Regions from separate parts of the Mus musculus genome. Here region 1 is linked to region 2. Evidence: chromatin contacts called from public HiChIP or PLAC-seq data. All regions are on one chromosome and are shown on one strand. The core of a region is the stretch at or near the end of the contact, and the rest is flanking DNA. Distances in the headings are between cores, read along the strand shown.

Evidence for each region. HiChIP or PLAC-seq counts read pairs in DNA pulled down with a chosen protein or histone mark.
Region 1: a contact with region 2 is called in an H3K4me3 HiChIP or PLAC-seq map of forebrain, with 2.6 times the contacts expected there. The contact joins the promoter of Rprml here to the promoter of Plekhm1 in region 2. A contact is called at or near these places in 1 of 39 promoter capture datasets (hippocampal neurons), 1 of 484 Hi-C or Micro-C datasets (nephron progenitors), 4 of 115 datasets of contacts at active chromatin or transcription factors (embryonic forebrain, embryonic stem cells, forebrain and 1 more) and 1 of 9 other capture datasets (pancreatic islet).

The regions. Positions count from the first base shown.
Region 1 is chr11:103,648,118-103,650,847 of GRCm38.p6, forward strand. Rprml (reprimo-like) reads left to right here and starts at 1,392. Exons shown (of 1, transcript NM_001033212.2): 1 at 1,392-2,463. The coding sequence starts at 1,664. The coding sequence ends at 2,017. It overlaps 1700072I22Rik (RIKEN cDNA 1700072I22 gene), which reads left to right. Exons shown (of 2, transcript NR_131143.1): 2 at 489-896.
Region 2 is chr11:103,411,434-103,414,133 of GRCm38.p6, forward strand. It overlaps Plekhm1 (pleckstrin homology domain containing, family M (with RUN domain) member 1), which reads right to left and starts at 1,272. Exons shown (of 12, transcript NM_183034.2): 1 at 1,160-1,272.

The DNA of each region.
Region 1 (2,730 bases), core at 142-2,641, 240 kb after region 2:
AGGAAAAGCAATACGTCCCCACAAACTAAGACTACTCTATGCCTCCCTTCTGCTGAGCCCAAGGAATACTTTTCTGTACCCCACCCCCAGGCCTGCCTGCCTCTACGCAAAGCTTCCTGCCCCGCCCCTCTTCAGGCAGCTGGACATAGGCAATTGGCTGACTCTTGTCCCAGCAAGAGCGGGGAGGGGGGAGCCGGGTAAGAGCCCAGGCTTGTGTTTAGTTTGGTGATCTTCGCTAGCTTCCAGGGGTCCTAGCTCGCTCTCTCTACCTTCACACTACAGGTCAAAGGCAAACATCTCTCAACCTTCCTTTCACACCAAGTTACCCAGCAGGATCTACCCAGAGTGATGGAAGGGTAAGGGGGGCAGGAAGGAAAGATTGAGAGCTTATGGAGCAGGGCATTTGCCCCCACGTGTACTGAGTATGCTCACTGGAGCCGGGTTTCCCTGAAGTCCCCATACTCACTCTCTACTTCTACCTTTTGCAGCAGACAGCTGGACTACAGCTGGACAGAGTCAAGGACATGGGCTGCGAGTGCAGATTAAACCTCTCCGCCCCACCCCCACCCCCGCCCTGCCTTAAGCTGAGCAGAATAATGAGCAAAGGAATATAGGAGCATTTCTCTAAAGAAATTCTGGTGCCAAAAGCAAAGCACAGACTGTCTGAGCCAGATCCTTGCAGTACAAAACAGCATGTACGCTACAGTAGGCAAGACGCTGCATTCCCGGACACAAATAGAGACAACCAGGAGGAGGTTGTACCTAGGTAAGGACACTGGCCCACCCCAGACAGCAGGATTTTGCAGTTTTAGAGGGTTTTTCCCAACTTTTGCTGATCCGTGCTAAGTGATCTACAATGATTATTTCTATAAAATAAATAAAATAGAAACTCCGCCAAATGACTTAATTTTAATAAATATGTTAAAAAGAGGTGGCATATGGGGCCATGGTAAGAGGCAAAGAGCTCTTAGCTGTGACAGCCTTCAGCCAGGGAAAAGCTGAGAGGGGCCAGCAGAGACAATGTGGCACAGTCAGGCCACCCAGAGCCACACCCGTTGGAGTGGGCAATGCCGTGGGCCAAAGCTACCCCCCACACACACACACACAGAATGTAACAGAATGAAAAAGGCTCCAGACCGCCCCCATCCACAGTTCTGGGAACCCGCACCTTTGGGGCAGCTTTCGGCCCAAAACAGACAGCCTAGAGTGAGTCAAAGATTACTTGGCCCGAGGGCAGGAGCTGCCTGAACACTCTGACCCTGTCCAGCGGGCTTTGCGCAGACAGCACGCTGGGAGGGGTTCGTGTCCCCGCAGCTTGGGCGACGCGAGTGGGTTGGGGAAGGGCGGGGCGGGGCGGAGCTCGGCGGTTGCCAGGGGCGGGGCAGCACGGCAGTCTCGGAGCTCCGTGGGCGACTGCCACGCACTGTTGGCTCTCTCAAGCTCGCGCGCCGCCTGTTGCTCTCTGCTCCTGGCCGCCGGTTTCCCGCTGGGGAGGTAGGCGGACCAAGAACCGCAGCGCGCGTGGGCGACTTCCCGCCTTCCTCTCCTCCTGGCGCAAGGGTAATCCAGGGACCCCCCGGGCGTCCCCGACAGAGCGGACGCCGCCAGCTCCCGGGCGCGTCCTAGCCTGCGTTCTCAGACCCCCCCCAGGCACCACGCCGGCATGAACGTGAGCTTCCTGAACCACAGCGGCCTGGAAGAGGTGGGTGGTGACGCCCGAGCCACCCTGGGAAACCGCAGCCACGGGCTGGGCACGTGGCTAGACTGCTGCCCCGGCGGCGCACCACTGACCGCCAGCGACGGGGTCCCCGCAGGACTGGCGCCGGACGAACGCAGCCTGTGGGTGTCGCGCGTGGCGCAGATCGCCGTGCTTTGCGTGCTGTCGCTCACCGTGGTCTTCGGCGTTTTCTTCCTGGGCTGTAACCTGCTCATCAAGTCCGAGAGCATGATCAACTTTCTGATGCAGGAGCGCAGGCCCTCCAAGGACGTGGGCGCCGCCATCCTGGGACTATACTGAGCGCCGGCCGCCCTTGCCAGAGTTGAAGCACCGCGAGGAAGAGACTACGGAGCCTCTTTCTCAAGGCTTTGGCCGCTGCCTGCGATCAACGAAGTACCTCGCACCACCCGGGTCTGGACACCATAGGACTCAGCGGCGGCGGTGCGCGAAGGGACTGTCATGCCAGACTCCGTCCTGTGTGCGCTCCAGCAGGGGCCGGGGACGCAGGGTTCTTCACAGGTTTTTTACAAAGAGAAGTTCGGGGCAGAGTGGGAGACAGGGATGGGGAGACGCAATGCGGGGCTGAGGTTAACTATGGCGGGGATGTCGGCCGTGTTGGTGGGGGCCAGCTCCAAGGAGGGCTCAGGGAAGAGGTGCATCGCTGAGATTTTGCATCTGATCTCGCATTGCGTCTGAGAAGAAATTTTGTAATAAAACCATAGCCGTCGGGCTTCCTTATACATTCTAACTGTGCCGTGTGTGTGTGTGTGTGTGTGTGTGTGTGTGTGTGTGTGTCTGTGTGTGTGTCTGTGTGTGTGTGTGTGTATAGGGAGGAGACCGTGACCTACTTCTTGCCCAGTTTGGTCCATTAAAGGAGCTATGGGGCAGATAGCTCTGAAGCTCCCTGGTTCTCAGACCAAGAGGAGAAAGAAAGGAACTGTTTTATCTTTTTGGGTTTTTTTTTTAAACGTTGTTTTTGTTGTCTTTTTTTGTGTTTTTGTTTCCTTTTTCCT
Region 2 (2,700 bases), core at 22-2,521:
AAGAGAGCTGGATCAAGGAAGAAAATGACAGGAGTTGAGTAGATCTAGTTAATAGCAATTCTGGGAAGCCAGGCATGGTGACTCATGCCTACAATTCCAGCACTTGGGAGGTGGAGGCAGGGAGGATCAGGAGTCCATGGCTGTTTAGATTGGCTGTCTTAAAACAATAACAAAAACAAAAAACAAAACCACCCTCCATCCTACAAAAACAAACAAACAAACAAACAAACAAAAAACAGATTAAAACCAGGAGTGGTGACCCACACTGTGAGTTTGAGGCCAGCCTGATCTACATAGTGAGTGATCTGAGAGAGAGATCTAAGGCTAAATAGTGACATGCTGTCTCAAAAACAACAACAACAACAACCCAAAACCCCAAACTAACAGTGATGTTAGGGGGCAGGAATATTATGTACATGCATAAAATTCTCAAAGAATTAATAAATGCATATTAAATTTAAAGTAACGAAAGGACTGGGGGAAGTGGTAGAAACTGAGACAGTCCTCTACAGCAGAGTCGGGGACAGTTTAATATTAAGTCTTAGACAGGAAAGTGCCTGAGAGACCTTACCTCTGTGATCAGCTAGGGAATTAGGTAAAAATCGGTAAAGAAAAGATACACACAAGCCTTGAGATAAAGCTGTGACGTCAGTAACCAAGAAGAAACCGGCAAGTTCAACAGGAGAAAACTTCAGTAGTGGGTCAATGGGAGGGAGGGAGACTTAGCGTGTTTGGGACGAGTGAGCCAGATACGACAGGCTGCGATAAGAAATTGAGCCAGAATGGAGGGTCGAGGGAAGGTTCAGAAGAGATGAGGGATAAACGCGATGTTGAGATAAGAGGTGGCGAAGGGATGTGGCTCGCTCGGATCGGGTTGCAACTGGGCTAAAGAGGGGTCACGAGTGAGGCTACACTTTTGCAAGACCGGTGGTTAGGGGACCCGGCTTGGGGCTGAGGTTGGCTGCGGTGGAGACGGAGGGGAGAGAGCCGGTGGCCACTGGCTGAGGTGGGAGCAGGCCCGGGCTGCGAAGGGCCGAGGTTCCCACCCCAAGTCTCCAGGCGCACAGGGGTCGCGAGTGGCTGCGAGGTTGCGGGCCCACCGCCGGGTCGCATCACCGCCCCGCGCTTCCCTCCACGTTCAGACCCCAGACTCACTCACCGAAGGGATCAGGAGCAGGTGGCGGCGCTCCGGGCGAAGCGAGACCCCCCTCGGTTCCGAGCAGAAGCTGCGGCTCCAAAGGCACTGACAACAGGAAGCGGCGCGCGGCGTCTGACGCCATCACGTCGGCTCCTCGCTACGGCCCCGCCCCCAGTCCTCAAAAACCAATCACTGGGCCTAGAGGAGCCGAGGGGCGGGGCCGTCAGCTCTTCCCTTGCCCCGGATTGCAGGGCTTCTTGGCTCAGGTGAGCGATCCTGCCGCTCTCGCTACTCTGGCTCTGGGTAGCGCAGAGAGGCTGGACCCTTGGAGCTTCGGGACTTCTGCGTCCCGCAGCTCTGCCCCTCAATCGCATCTGTGCAACTTTGGGGTTGTCGTGTTTGCCCCCTTAATCCGAAAATGCGCCCTGTTGCGCCATTAACCCGTATGTTTCCCTAAGGGCATTAGTAGTGGAGGGAGCAAGTGGATCCTGGGTCCAAGTGGGACCTTCAGGTCTGGTTTTTCCGGAGCCAGGAAACAGTTGTTTTGACTTGTCTCATACCACGTGATCGCCCTGAGGGCTCTCTTGGACCTGTTAGTTTAATTTGCCTGCGGTCAGCCCTTTGAGGCATGAAGCCCAGAGGACCTGCTTTTTGTCTTCTCACTATTTAATTGCTTTTGTTCCATTACAGAAAATGACAGCTGTCTCTCGGAATAGACGCGGAAGAAAACTGTCAAATGTAGCAACCGTGACTAATAAAGGGCAGGCTGGGCAGGTCTGAGGACCGTGCCCAAAAGGGAACCTAGGACCTAGGTGTGGGCCATAGAGGTGGTGACTGTAAAAGAAAAGACTCTCTGTGAGTTTATATGAACTTTGCTCCTATTGACTTAGAGGACCTTGTTTTCTTGGTGTCTTCCATCCCCTCTGGCTCCTACACTCTTTCCACCTCTCCCTTGGGGTTCCCTATCTGCTGTAGAAGGAAACTTCTCTAATGATGGCTGAACAAGGCATTGATCTATGAGTACCCAAATGTCATTAGGAGTCATTTTATCACTATGTCTTTTTTTTCCTTTTCTTTCTTTCTTTTTACCAGTTGTGGTTTGAATGTGCTTGGCCCATGGGAAATGGCACTATTTAGGAGGCATGGCCTTACTGGAAGAGGTGTGGCCTTGTTAGCGGAAGTATGTCACTGTGGCTTTGAGGTAATATATATTTGAATATATGTTCAAACATATATATGCTCAAACTCTGCCCAGTCTCTTGGTTGCCTTCTTTTTTCTTTCTTTCTTTTTTTTTTAATTTATTTTATTTTTATTATATGTAAGTACACTGTAGCTGTCTTCAGACACTCCGGAAGAGGGAGTCAGATCTCATTAAGGATGGTTGTGAGCCACCATGTGGTTGCTGGGATTTGAACTCAGGACCTTTGGAAGAGCAGTTGGGTATCTTACCCACTGAGCCATCTCTCCAGCCCTCTGGGTTGCCTTCTAATCAAGACTCTTAAAAAAAAAAAAAAAAAAAAAAAAGCTCCTCCCCCAGCACCACACCTGTCTGCCTGCTGCC